Linked DNA regions of Pan troglodytes: region 2 is linked to region 1. The links are chromatin contacts, called in public Hi-C maps. All regions are on one chromosome and are shown on one strand. Each heading gives the region's core, a stretch centred on a gene start, on an enhancer-like site or on the middle of the called end of the contact. The rest is flanking DNA. Distances are from core to core; before and after follow the strand shown. Region 1 has its middle 410 kb from the start of SPRY2. Region 2 holds the start of SPRY2 (sprouty RTK signaling antagonist 2).

Region 1 (6,626 bases), core at 2,029-4,528:
ATCCAATAGTAATACTTGGCTTCTTGCCAGGTGGCCCAGGTATCCTCAAAGGCACATGAGAGATCTCTGTTACTCACTCCCCTTTCTATCACCTTCAGGGTCTAGCTCCATAAGGCACATTGGAACTCCGTGGTAGCCCCAATGCCCTGTTACCCACTCATCTGACGTCCCATTGAAAATGTGTTCTAGATAAAACAGCAATCTCCTGGGAATCTTATCCTGTTACATATTTTTTTCTGAAAATAATTATCTCCAATTTTATGATATAACACATAGTCATTTAAGCATTATCAAAAGCCTAGGAATTTAAGGCCAGCCAGGGCAACATAGTGACATCTCCATTTCTAAACACCACCCCCCCAACACACAAACTTCCACCTTCTGGTTCTTCCATGAACATTTCCCACTGCCATTTTTTATTTTATTTTATTTGTAGTCAAGAGAGAAAAGGAGACTGAAAAAATAGCATTCATTTTATTGGAAAAGAAACAGCAAATACCCCAAACTGGTTATTAGTTTCTTATAAGTCTATGTCATTCTTTCAGTGAATAACAGTTTTATGTTTTTGCTCAGCTTAAGGTATAAATTTCTCTGTAGTCTTTTTTTTTTTTTCTCAAACTCTTTCTTTCCTTTCCTTTTTTTTTTTGAGACCAAGTTTCGCTCTTGTTGTCCAGGCTGGAGTGCAGTGGCACAATCTTGGCTCACTGCAACCTCCGCCTCCCATGTTCAAGTGATTCTCCTGCCCCAGCCTCCCGACTAGCTGGGATTACAGGTGCGCACCAACATGCCTGGCTAATTTTTGTATTTTTAGTAGAGATGGGGTTTCACCATGTTGGCCAGGCTGGTCTTGAACTCCTGACCTCAGCCTCCCACCCGCTTCAGCCTCCCAAAGTGCTGGGATTACAGGCCTGGCCCTCAAACTCGTAATATTGATGCTTGTATCATGGCTGTTTCTCAAATTTGCTTTAAGAATTGGTCATTTCTGGATAAAGAAAATGTGGCACATATACATATCAAATACTATGTAGCCATAAAAAAGAATGAGTTTATGTCCTTGCAGGACATGGATGAAGCTGGAAGCCATCATTCTCAGCAAACTAACATAGGAACAGAAAACCAAATACCGCCTGTTCTCACCCATAAGTGGGAGTAGAACAATGAAAACACATGGGAGGGGAACATCACACACTGGGGCCTCTTAGAGGGTGGAGGGCAAGGGGAGGGAGAGCATTAGGACAAATACCTAATCCATGCAGGGCTTAAAACCTAGATGACGGTTTGATAGGTGGAGCAAACCACCATGGCACATGTATACCTATGTAACGCGCACGTTCTGCACACGTGTCCCAGAACTTAAAGTAAAATAAAATTAAAAGAAAAAAAGAATTTGTCATTTATTCCTGGAGCCCCTTCTCAAGACTCAGAGCATTAGCATAATAAAGGTTTTGAAGGGGAGGTCAGGAGAAAAGATAAAATATTTAAATTACAAGTAATACAGCTATTAGTTTTGAAGTCATAGACTGTAGAAAATAAGATGATATATACATATAGTTGATCTTGCTCACTGAACCAATTTACTACAATTAACAACAGTGAAAATTACCAGCCTTTGAAAGATATGCTGCATCAAGACTTTCTATACTCATTAGTTGAAATGATCTCCCTGTAGTCTCTGGAGTTGTAACACACCAATTGATAAACAGACACTCTTAATACTTGAAGCATGAGCATCCCTGATTATTACAGACAACCACTGTCTCCAGTTTTGCCTGTGGGATATTCCAGTAAAGGTCAAGTCCATAAAATGGAAACATGGTTGGTATGAAAATAAGCTTCTGAAAATAATTTCTGTCATACTAAAAAAAATAACAAACCATCAATTCCAAGCTTTAGAACTTTCTAATTTTTTTGGCAACTGCAACTTTAGCTCTTCTTTATGTAACACTTTCTGCCCTTAACATTCTATTAGTTTTGTGCCTTCAAGTAAACACAATTCATCCAGCCTGTCCTATAATTACCTAATGCTGAATAATCAGGTTTGTATACCTTTTGGGATTTCATGACTTTTCTAACACACCTAGAACACAGAATGGACAGATCCATTATGATTATCAGCATTTTCTTTTTTAGTTATCTAATAGTTTTGATCATTTTCTAACATCCTCAGAAAGTCATTTTTACTGTCTTTCCCTGTGTCATGAAGACACTTAAAACCAAGGATACATTGGACTTCACATTTTTTGTTGTCATTACTGGGCACGACAGGCTTCTGCTGAGTTCTCTTAAGTTGAGCTACTCTTTGATTTGTGAGCAAAGGTTTAAAAGGCTAAAAAGGGGGAAATTGGTTCAATATTTCAAGCACAATGAAACATTTCTTTTGTCACTTTATTTCCCTGCTGTATTAATTTGTGGTTACTCACCTTCTCCTCAGATCCCCAAGGGAACCCCAAATCTGACTCTCTATGATCTGACATATGAACCCAAACATTTCTCCCAATAAATTACATCTCCTTTGTAATAAAACAAAATTGGCTGCTTTGGGGTATAGCAGAATATTTCAGGCACCATTTGGCCACAGTTTGGTTCATTGCTCATATACATTCTGATGATGGGGATCTCTGTGGCCTAGGTTGGTCTGGGAAGAGGAATGTTGAGTTCACTCACTGGACCAAACAATGCAGGAATGTTTTTTCCCTGTCCATTCACTTAAACAATGTACCATTCTGTACCTTATAAGCACTTAATTTATTCCAACTCTTTGGCCTGACCTGTAATCCCCCTCTCCTTACCCATCTGACCCATCTGTGTTTCATTTCCCACTCATCAGCATCCAAAGAGCTAGGCCCAGGGCCTGTTTGGAACCATTAGACAGAGATTGGCACTCTTCCCTCTTCCTGCGCCACATCCTCCACTGGAAAAAAAATGACCATCAGATCAGAGAACAGAGCCTGCTTTGTCCCCTGCAACAGGGATCTGGAAGCATTTTCAATCATTTGCACTCTATACCCACTCAAACGCATTAATGTGATCAACATTAGGCCTGTTGTGGGCATTTTTTCCAGCAAATAGCTTGCTAACATTCCAGGCATGTACTTCCCTGAAAACAAGACTGAGACAGGGCCCTGAATATTCAATTGGAAAATCACCAAGAGCAAAAGCTTAGCTTGGCACGGCTGGTGTTGATTCTTAATAAGTGACTTCCTAAAGCTGAGGCATGGGGCTTACAGCGTCAATGACTTGTTTGAAAAATATTTTGTAGGTGCCTCATACCACTCTATTTCCTGTGGTATGCGTCATATTGTGAGCTATTCCAAGCTGGCCTGGTTAAGCACGCTAACTTTTTCCCCCCAAGATTGTGGTGTTTAACTAAAAATGTCTTTATACAAGATGAGCTCATAGCTATTAGTGCTGATGTAGTTTTAACTGCTTGGATACCAACTGCAGTCGCTTGAAAATGTACTGCAAAAGGGTAAACGCAAGCAAAAACATATCTCACCCCGTCTAAAATGGCGGGATGCAGTCCCAGCGGCAGCGTTTCTTCAGGGGAGAAAGCTCCAGATTTAAGTACAATGCATACCTTTCACTTTCATTAAAAAGACTTACTGTTCTTAGTACATTACTAAAGTCAAGGTGCTGAAGACATCTGGTACACTGGAATAAAATTAACCCTTTTTATGGCTTCGGGTATTTTGTAAAACTTGCCAAGGAGCAAAGCTAAGGTAAATGGAGAAAACAAGTGTATCTTTTCAATCAAATTTCCAAAAGGGAAACAAAAAGAGATCCAACGACCTAAAATTCTATCTCTGAGATTAAAGTACATACAAGTAGGATTTGCATAAGGTTCAAATAATAAGATATCGAATATAAAATGTCTTGACAGTTATTTAGAAATCAAAAGATGGGTAAGGGAATTAATACTGTTGTGTCCTCTGTATACCTCACATAGCTTTTGGCCTTTCTACCTTCTACATTGTTCTTCACAGCACTTATGGTGTAGAGATTATTATTTTCCTTTTGCAAACAAGGCCAGAGAATCCCAGAGGGATTCAGTAAGCTCCCCAAGGCCACACAGTTGATTAAGTATAGAAGCAGGATTCGAAATTAGGTCAGTGTGAATAGCAAGCTTGTGTTCTATCCCCTACCTTGCTACTTACAGATAAAAATATTTTCATCTCTATTATGGCTGTAATTGTCTACTTGTTCAAAGGCTGTGTGTTGGCCATGGTGTAATGGGCTAGAACAGGAGATGAATATAAATCTGTGTCATATTCCTTCCTGTCTCCCTCTAGTGAATAGGTTACAGACAGTATCTAGTTTGGGGCCCATACCCAGTAGGTGCCCAGTGGCTATTAAGTGATTAGACATTGTACATGCCATCTCTGAATGATTTGTGTTTCTACAATAGGGCCTTTTATAACAGAGAAGAGAGGGATTGATACTCTGGACACTGCTGGGGCTGTGTTTGCCTCTCGGGGCAAATAATTTTCCTTGGTGCCAGGAGCAGCTCTGACGTGGCTGCTCTGCCCTTATGTGGCCTGGGCCTTTGAGATCCAGAGCAAGGGCCTGGCCTGGTCTGGGATAAGGCAAGAATGCATCAAGGTGGAGCCAGAGAAGCCAGAAGAGGCGACTGTGAATGTCTATCTCCACGAACGTGTCACTGAGGAGACAGGAGAATGTCTATAGGAAGTGAGCAAGACAATTTCTGAGACAATGAGTTATTGGACAAATGCACTGAACAGCATTATAAAGGGAAGTAGGGACCTCAATTCCCCTCCATATTTAGGAAGGCACATAATGAGGCCCTACCCATGAAGTGGAAAAAGGGGCTTTTGTGTTGGCTATTCTCTGTGAGTAAGTAAGTGTTTTGGCTGTCTGGCTTAGGGGATACAGAATTATGCACCAGGACTATATATTGTGAGTTGATCCCTTATGCGCTGATATGTAGTGCATTATCTAAAGGAAATAAGTTGCTTCTTGATTGAGGTTTGCAAACTGGGCATGTTTTCTTTTCACAGTATTAAAGAAATATAAAATTTTTACAAAAATTCCATGACTTTCACACCTTACAATTTAGTAAGTTAGCAAAAACATCAGTTCAAAATGTTGAACTAAATGACAACTAGGAGATTGGTTTCTGTTCTCAAGTTATAAGTAGTTCCTATTTTCTACCTGAGGCATTAGAAAAAAGCTTACTTCAAGTGAGTAAAAAATACTCATATTTTGAAGCAATTTGGACTTCAGAAGTTTTATCACCACTGGATTGAGACATTGGGGATAAGCCATACAAATATGTTGCTAAACTAATAAAATCTTGAAGATTTAGAAATATATAGATTTCTTTAATTCTTATGTTTTAAAGTTTATATTTGGAACTATTTAATAAAAAAGCAACATTAGGAAAAAATTTTTTTCTAATGAAAGCAGATAAAGTGGGAGCTGGTCAGAAATCTGTTCAATTCAGGCCTTTTGCAACCTCATCAAAAGTCAAATTATTTTACAATGAATAGTTTTGAATTATTATATTTCTTGCAAGGTGATTTTCTCTCTCTTGTTAGGAAGAGTGACTTCCATTCTTAACAAAGTAACGGGAAAAGAAGAGGTAAGAAAACGTCAACAGGCTAAAATTGTATGATCTATAATGGTGTTTCAGCGTAAATTTGGAAACATTGGCTAGGAGCAGCTGAAGTCCAAAACTCATGATGATCACGTTGATTTGAGTTTTCCCTAAGCCTGTTCCATAACAGGCTTTCATGTTTACCGTAGACATAAATTCACTGTGGTTCTTAAGTAAGGGCTATGTTTGAAAGAAGTGACTAGAATGCCAGGATTTTCTCTCAAGATTACCCCTTCAAGGAAAGCTCCGTGCAACTTTCCTTCCCAGGGCTGCGCACACAAAATTTCAGGAAACAGCAGGTCTTAATTAGGCCTCCAGTTTATAGTTTCACCTGAAAAAATACATTTAAAAAAATCATATATATTCGGCTGTCTAGATTTTTCACGTCAATAAATTCTTGCTAATTAATCACATTAACGGTGCTCCTTAAAAGTTGAAACAGAATCAGAAAACAAACCAAATTCCCCATAAATATCCAACATAAAGACCTATTCACTGATGCATTTTCAGTTTCTAAGAATTTTACAAGTGTTTTTTTCTCCCTAACAGGACACACACACACACACACACACACACACACACACACAAAATATCACTATCTGTAGCTCTCATTCTCTGCAGAGGAAAACAATTCTGGTGGCAAATTTTAATACTTCAGAATGATGTCACTGTGTGAGTACTTTCCTGCTTAGTGCCCATGCGCATAACTGTTTTAAGGGATTAGAGCCTAGAAACCCTGAGCAGCAACATGTCATGTCATCTCAGATCCTCCCAACTCCCCACAAAAGGGAAAAACTAACAATGTGGGGGTGAAGAAAAGAAGGTAAACTGGGAAGGCAGGAGCTAAAGGGACGAATGGACTTCCTCCTGTTTGTGTACCATTGCATTCTTCAAAAGAGCCATCATTCTTGATATAAATTCACTGCACTAATATTCTATTAGAAGCTTTGGTCTGCTGTGGCACCTGCTGTATAAAAGCAGGATTACTTAAATCCTCTTCAGAAACATAAAT
Region 2 (6,626 bases), core at 2,997-5,496, 410 kb after region 1:
TTTAAGGCAACCCTTGGCTGGAAGGTAACACCATAAACAAGGCAAAAAGAGGGACATGACACCCATGGCTGACCATCGTGTACAACAGTGAGACTGGCTGCAAGAACATGGGTTGTCAGCACAGTTGTCCTCATCATCATTAGAACAGTGATAGAAGAGACCTTTCACACAGCATACACAAGTCCCATAGTCAATCACGTTCTGGGCCGAGCAAAGGCACTGCTTGTCGCAGATCCAGTCTGATGGCAGAGGCCTTGGGTAGGTGCACTCCTTACATTTGCACTTGCCACAGTCCTCACACCTGTAGGCGTGCAGGCCCAAATCTTCCTTGCTCAGTGGCTTAAGCTCACCTGGCTTGAGCTCAGATTTGGGTTGCACCCGGATTATCCCATCAGCAACAGGCCCGGAGGAGAAGGATGATCCTAGCAGTCTCTGTTCAGAGGAGCTGCTGCTGGTACTTGTCCTCGTACTGCTCCGCGACCCTGAGCTGACCGTGCTTATGGATCTGGACAGAGGGGCTCGTGCAGAAGAATGGACCTGCGAGTGCTGGAGCCTAGGAGGCTGGCGGTGCTCAGGCAGACCGTGGAGTCTCTCGTGTTTGTGCTGAGTGGAGGGGCGAGGAGCAGGCTTGAGCCCAGGTCTTGGGACGACAGTAGGCCCCTCTGTGTACTCATTGGTGTTTCGGATGGCTCTGATCTGATCCAGAGACAAGACATGTACCTGCTGGGTGAGGGCGTCTCTGGGGTCGGGCTCCCCACGCTGTCTGCCACCGTCACGGGGCGTCTGCAGCAAGGGCTGCGACCCGTTGCCACTCTGAGCTCTGGCCTCCATCAGGTCTTGGAAGTGTGGTCACTCCAGCAGGCTTAGAACACATCTGAACTCCTGAGGAAGCCAAGAGGAAAGAACGGTTGATACTCTAAGATACTTCCCACTCTCCACCCACCTGAATTGACTCCTCACTTCCCACTTTCCCTAGAGAAACAGGATTTGAAATGGAATGGCAGTAGGGAGGTATTAGCCATATGATCAACAACGCATGTACCCAAAAGTAAAAATTACGGCGGGCTACTGACAATTCTGTAATCCTGTGATGTACAACAATACAAAGCTGATCTTTGAGTCACTTAAGTAAGAATTCCTTATTCAAAGAAACATACAATTTGTAAGGTTCAGGTTCAACGTAAAAATCGCAAGGAAGTATTGCTGGAATATAACACTGCTACCAATGTTTTCAAAAGTTGAAAATCCTTTCAAAATTTGAAATAGGTTTCCATTTGTCATAGTCATTTTTGCCTTAAGCGTTAATAATGCAACCTAGAAGATTCTTTCTTGGTTCTTAATTTTTACTTTTACATCAAACACTTTAACTGTGACGTATACGGCATTCTGTAACTTTTTCAAACCAGGTAGAATGAATATGGCATGCAAAAAAGTAAATACCCAAATTCTACAACAATCATGCCATTTTTTATTAATTGTATAGTAGCACAAAGTTATAGAACTAAAAGCAAATCAAATCCTATTAGGTGCCAGAAACACATTAAAGCAAACTTAACAACAAGAAGACAAGAATTTATTTTCAACTTCTCAACAACTTAAGAATTAAGTATTTTACAGTCTGATAGCCTAGAACACCACCTTAGATTCTGCAGCTAAAAGGTTGTTCTCCCTGCTAATTGAGAACACCAACGAAGTGATAATAACCAGAAAAGCGTTTTAAAAATTCAAATGTCACATTTCGTATCTAGCATTCTGTCAAGGAATTCCTTAAACTGCAGTCCTTCTTCAATTTCAAAACGATCACCCCCTTTCCCAAGCCTATATGACAATAAAAAGTATAAAACAGGCAAAAGTGGACCTTTATCCGATCTCCGCTCTTTAGAATAGAGGCCACAGCGAACAAGGCAGGTGACAAACGTCTCCCAATTCGGAGCAAGGCAGTGCTGGAAACCGGATCTCCTCACCTCCAAAAGAATGGCAGAAGACAACGCTGCCCTTTGCTTTCACTTAGTTTATCGCCTCTCTGTGCCCCAACACCGTCCCCAGCAGGTGGGACACAGCCGATCCCCAGGGGAGTTTCTCCAGGCGGACTGACGCTGTCCATGGGCCAGGCTGCCCCCCTGCTTACGATCCCCAGACTCAGACAGGCGGGGGCCACGGGCGCCTCCGAAGGGTACGTGTCACGAAATGCAGGAGCACACTTCCCCCGCCTCCCTCTCCCCAGCTAAGATCTCCCCCAACTCAAAAGAACTGCCTTCCAGCCCCAAGGAGCCACTCCGCCCCCAGGCAGAGGTCACGCCGCCCACTGCCAGGCTTTCTGCAAAGCCCCTCGGACATCCGGCACAGGTTTCCCACCCCGACACTGCGAGCACGAAAGCCCTGCCTGAGACACGCAGCCAGGACGCACAAGTCCAACCCACGCACACACAGCGACTCCACGCTGCACTGACCGAAGGGGGCATTGCCTGTAATCTGCACACGCCTATCTCCTTTTGGGTCGAGAGAAAAAAAAAAAGATATCATATTTCTTAAAGTGAAAGAAAAATGGCTTTTTTTAAAAAGGGCATTTTCCAGGGTCCCACTGCTCACTCCGGGCGCGCAGGACCCAGCTCCCGGAGCTGTAAACTTTCGGTACAGATTTGCTTGCAGTCAAAGTAGCATCTTTGAAATAAAAGGGGGCTTTTTTGTTTTTATTTTTTAAGTGATTTCTGCCGATCCGATCCCTGGCCTCCTTCTTCGAAGCTGGACTCCCTACCTCCGCCCCTCTTCTCTTTCCCAGTCCCCCCTCCCCTTTGAAAGTGCTTTGAAACCCCCATTAAGAACAGTGTGTGATCAGACTGAGGATTAGGGGAAAAGAACTTCAGCTCTAGGGTGGGGCAAACGGACACAGAAACTGCTTTGTAAAAAACACACAAGAATCCAAATTAAAACACAGCAACAACAACAACAAAAGGAAATAAAAAATTGCCTCTTTTGCCACCTACTTTCAGGTAATGGAAAATGATCGCGACCGCTTGATGACTTTCTTCCTGCGCTGGGTCAGCCCGAGCTTCCAAAAATAAAATAAGTGTGACCCAGGCTGACCACGAAGAACGGAAGAGAGAGAGCTGCACTTCCGAACCGCAGAGACCCGGCGCCAGGCAAGGCGACGCTCCCACCCGCTCCGGGCTAGACCGACCACACGGTGCAGAGGTGGGCACTCCCTCCACCCGGCACCCTGCCTTTTTCTCACCCTGGGGGTCTCCTGCCCCCGAGGCGGGCAACCTGTGTCCCCCAGCCCCACCAGCGCCCCGCCTAGGGCAGCCTCTCCCTGGACTTTGCCTTCCACCAAGAGGAGGAACAGGTTAGAAATGCGGTCGCCTGCAAAGGCAACCTGGAAAATACAAGTGTTTTTCTCTCCCTCTCCCGCTCTCAGCGCCGAATTCGCGGCCAGTGCACGGCTGGGAGCAGACTTCAGGCTAGCTGTCCTCCGTCCCAACCCCCTAGAGCGCGGGCGCGCGGGGTCGCCTGTCGGGGACACTGCACGGGGTGCATACAGAAGTCCCCGCAGAGGCAGGCCGAGCCCAAGCCCCGGGCGAGGCAGGTCCGCGGGGAGCGCCCCGGATCCTCGCGAAGACCCTGCGGGATTTGAGAAAGGGAGGCTCGGGGAGAGACGGACCCAACTCCTGGTCCGGCTGCACCTACTCCATGTTGCCCACAACGCGCCGGCCGCGGCGCCAGGAGAGGAAGAGCCAAACGTGCCTCACCGTGATCGCGGCTTTGCACCAACCCCTCTCCCTTGGATTCTCTTCTTTCTGCGATGTGCAAATAAATCCAGTCTCGATGCAAACTTTTTTCCTTTCCAACCTCTGCTTCAGACCAACTTCCGAGCAATCGGCGGGAGAAAAAAAGAGAATTCGGAGCCAAATTCCCCGCTGATGAACACTCCGGGGTTCGGGGCTGGAGACGACCCCCCTTCTACAAGCGCACGCGGAGTATTTCCTCTTTTTTCTCAATGAACAAGAGGCCGAAGCGCCAACGGCAAGTCCCTTTTCCTGGCAGATGAGCGAATGGGAAAAGAAAACGGCCTTACGGAGAACCTAAAGCCAGATCGCCAAGTGGTGCGGCCGGGGCCGCGTCGTAGCGGAGGCGGCGCGGGGGCGCGGGCCGGGCCGGGCCGGGCGGGCGCGGGGGCCTGGGCGCTGCGCGCTCCGCCGGCCCCTCTCCTCCGCTAGCGCTGCGGCGCGCAGCTCTCGGCTGTGCAGACTGGGCGTTGTGGAGGCGAGGCAGCGAGGCCGAGGCGGGGGCGGTGGGTGCGGAGGAGGAGGAAGAGGAGGAGGAGGAGGAGGAGGAGGAGGAGGAGGGTCTGGGGCCCGCCCGGGGGGGGGCTCGCCGTTGGCCTGCGCCCTCGCCTTTCCGGAGGAGGCAGGGAGCTCTGCGGCGGCCGCGGCAGCAGTAAATGGCGTCATGTGGATCCGAGGCGGAACAGAGCAGTTGTTGTCCCAGAGGATATATCGCATCCGGTCCCAGCTCATTGGCTCCGCGGGGCTACATTCACTCACACTCCAGCGCCCGCCAGCGCTCCGAGCCGCAGGAGGCATTCAAAAGGGCAACCGCGCCGCCCCGCGCGTCCCCAGGCCGGTCCTGCCGCCCGAGCGCCGTCACGCGGGGCGCCCGCGGGGCCGGGCTGGGCACTGCAGGGTCAGTTTATCTAGTTTCAAGGAAACACTGACCTTAAGGTTTGCCCAGAGGCAATGAGGACGAGCCAGAGGCTCGAGCTGACTTAGGGAACTTTCTCCTTGCCACCAGGAAAGGGGAATGAACATTTAAGACTAATCCGGGCCACGCAGTGTTAGCATGAAAAACAAGTTGCAGGTTTTAAGACTTTATCCAGAATCCATTTCAAGTCTACCTCTCCCCTTTTCTGTTCCCCTTTGCGGAGCGGGTGACGGGGGCTGGAGCAGGGGGAGAAGAAGGGGGAGGGGAAGGGGAGCGGGAAGTGAGGTGGGAGGGCTATTGGTTTATTCTTTGTCTACTGGATTAACCCGATTATACACCAGGCACCAGCACAAACCGCCTCCCCCACCGCCGAGCCTTGTACGGGAGGAACGGAATGCAGATTCGAGTTTCAAGTACCTTCTGCTCTTGCTGGGATTTGCTTTTGATTGTGTCGACTTGTAGTTTTTCCGTTTATTAGAATTTCATTTTTAAGGGGGGTTATCTATGAATGGAGGCTTTTTGAAGAGCTTCCTTACTATTTTGCTTCATGCAATAGCTAAAGTCTACAGTCTAAGCCTTTTAACTTAATTCATTAATAGACAGGAACATGATTACTCAGGGCGACAGCATGGGTTTCCGAAATGGGGGGGCGGGGGGGAGGGAAGGGTTGGCTCACTGCAGATTTCCTTCTTCCCTTAACTAAAAGTCATCCTTCATTTCCCACTTTTCTTGCCACCTAGAACATTTCTCAAGATTCTGTTGTCCATGTTGAAGGTGTACTATTCTTTCCCATTTACAAAAAAAAAAAAAATAAAGATAGAAAATGCATACATATGCACTGTCCTAGCTGCCGTTCATTTACTAAGAAATGTGCCTTCACGTGGGAGCACCAGTGGAAAATTAAAACTTGCGCATACACACGCCTAATATTGCATTCTGTCGAGCGACTTACAGAATGCTTTTACTTTACAGGGAAGTACCTGCTTGTACGGTCAAAATTCCCGAATAGCACCTGCGATCTTGCCCCATGCGGGGTGTTCTTGAAAGCAGTGTTAGGAAAACATGGTGCTTCACTCGTCCAGCTTTAACCCAATCCATTTGCAGCTACCCTGGAACTAGCTGCCTTCTTCTGAGCTCCTGCTCTAGAATGTCCCCAGCGCGCTCTCTGCCTCGCTGCGGTCTCACCCTGACTTCTCCATGTTTCTCTAGGGCTCTCCTCTTTCTCTAGGGATTTGGAACCAGAGATGGCAAGGGAAGTGGCATGCGTTATTTCCGGGCGCTGGCCTACGTCCCCCGACCCCTAAGGTGAGGGTGGACGAGGCTACAACGGCCTGCTCCCGAGCGTCCCGGGACTGCGGGCGCAAAACAGCTGGGCCTCTCTGGCCACAGCCGCTCGCCGGACGCCCGAATCCATTGAGCCGGCGGTGAATGCAGGCGCCGCTGCGCTCGCGGCCCCTCTGGCCACCAGGGGGCGCCCGCCCGGCGCGGGGCTAAGGCTGCTTTCTTCTCCGGGACACGACGCGGACAGGCTGGGTTACCTTCCAAAACGTGTGTGCATTAGGCCGGCTGGTTTAAAATGAATACAAAGATATTAATATAAACGACACAGAAGATAGCTTTCCCTCCTGTCTGCTTGGGAGGGTCAAAGCCTGGTTGTGAAAGGCTAGGCAGGAACGTGCTGCCGGTGTGCGGCCAGCAAGTCTCTCGAGCAGAGCAGGTGAAAGCAACGCCGTCGCTTCGCCTCTTCAAACTCCTGCACTCGATGGCGGCTTTTTAGGAGACATCTGTGCCTTGCTTGTCTCCCAGCGCTGCAGGAACTTTGCGAAGACACATCGTTAGGGATCAAAGCATGCAATGGAATTTAGATCAGGAACTTCCAGCTGTTTAGAGAACCTTATATTTTTATGGAGTTAATAGGGGAAAATCTA

The links. Hi-C and Micro-C count contacts between places; a contact is called where the count stands out from the background.
Region 2: a Hi-C map of stem cell-derived neural progenitor cells shows a contact between it and region 1, with 8 times the contacts expected there. The contact joins the promoter of SPRY2 here to the enhancer-like site in region 1. A contact is called at or near these places in 1 of 7 Hi-C or Micro-C datasets (stem cell-derived neural progenitor cells) and 1 of 1 datasets of contacts at active chromatin or transcription factors (stem cell-derived excitatory neurons).

Annotation. Positions count from the first base shown.
Region 1 is chr14:85,624,798-85,631,423 of NHGRI_mPanTro3-v2.0_pri, forward strand. No RefSeq gene overlaps it. Among named protein-coding and RNA genes, the nearest start is that of SPRY2, 410 kb to the right of the region's middle. Within about 2 kb of position 3,279, at least 14 of the 24 cell types and tissues checked have an H3K27ac peak or open chromatin away from gene starts, as enhancers often do. A contact at or near this core is called in stem cell-derived neural progenitor cells, where this site is marked.
Region 2 is chr14:86,030,435-86,037,060 of NHGRI_mPanTro3-v2.0_pri, forward strand. It overlaps SPRY2 (sprouty RTK signaling antagonist 2), which reads right to left and starts at 4,247. Exons shown (of 2, transcript XM_529573.7): 1 at 3,747-4,247; 2 at 1-882. The coding sequence starts at 831.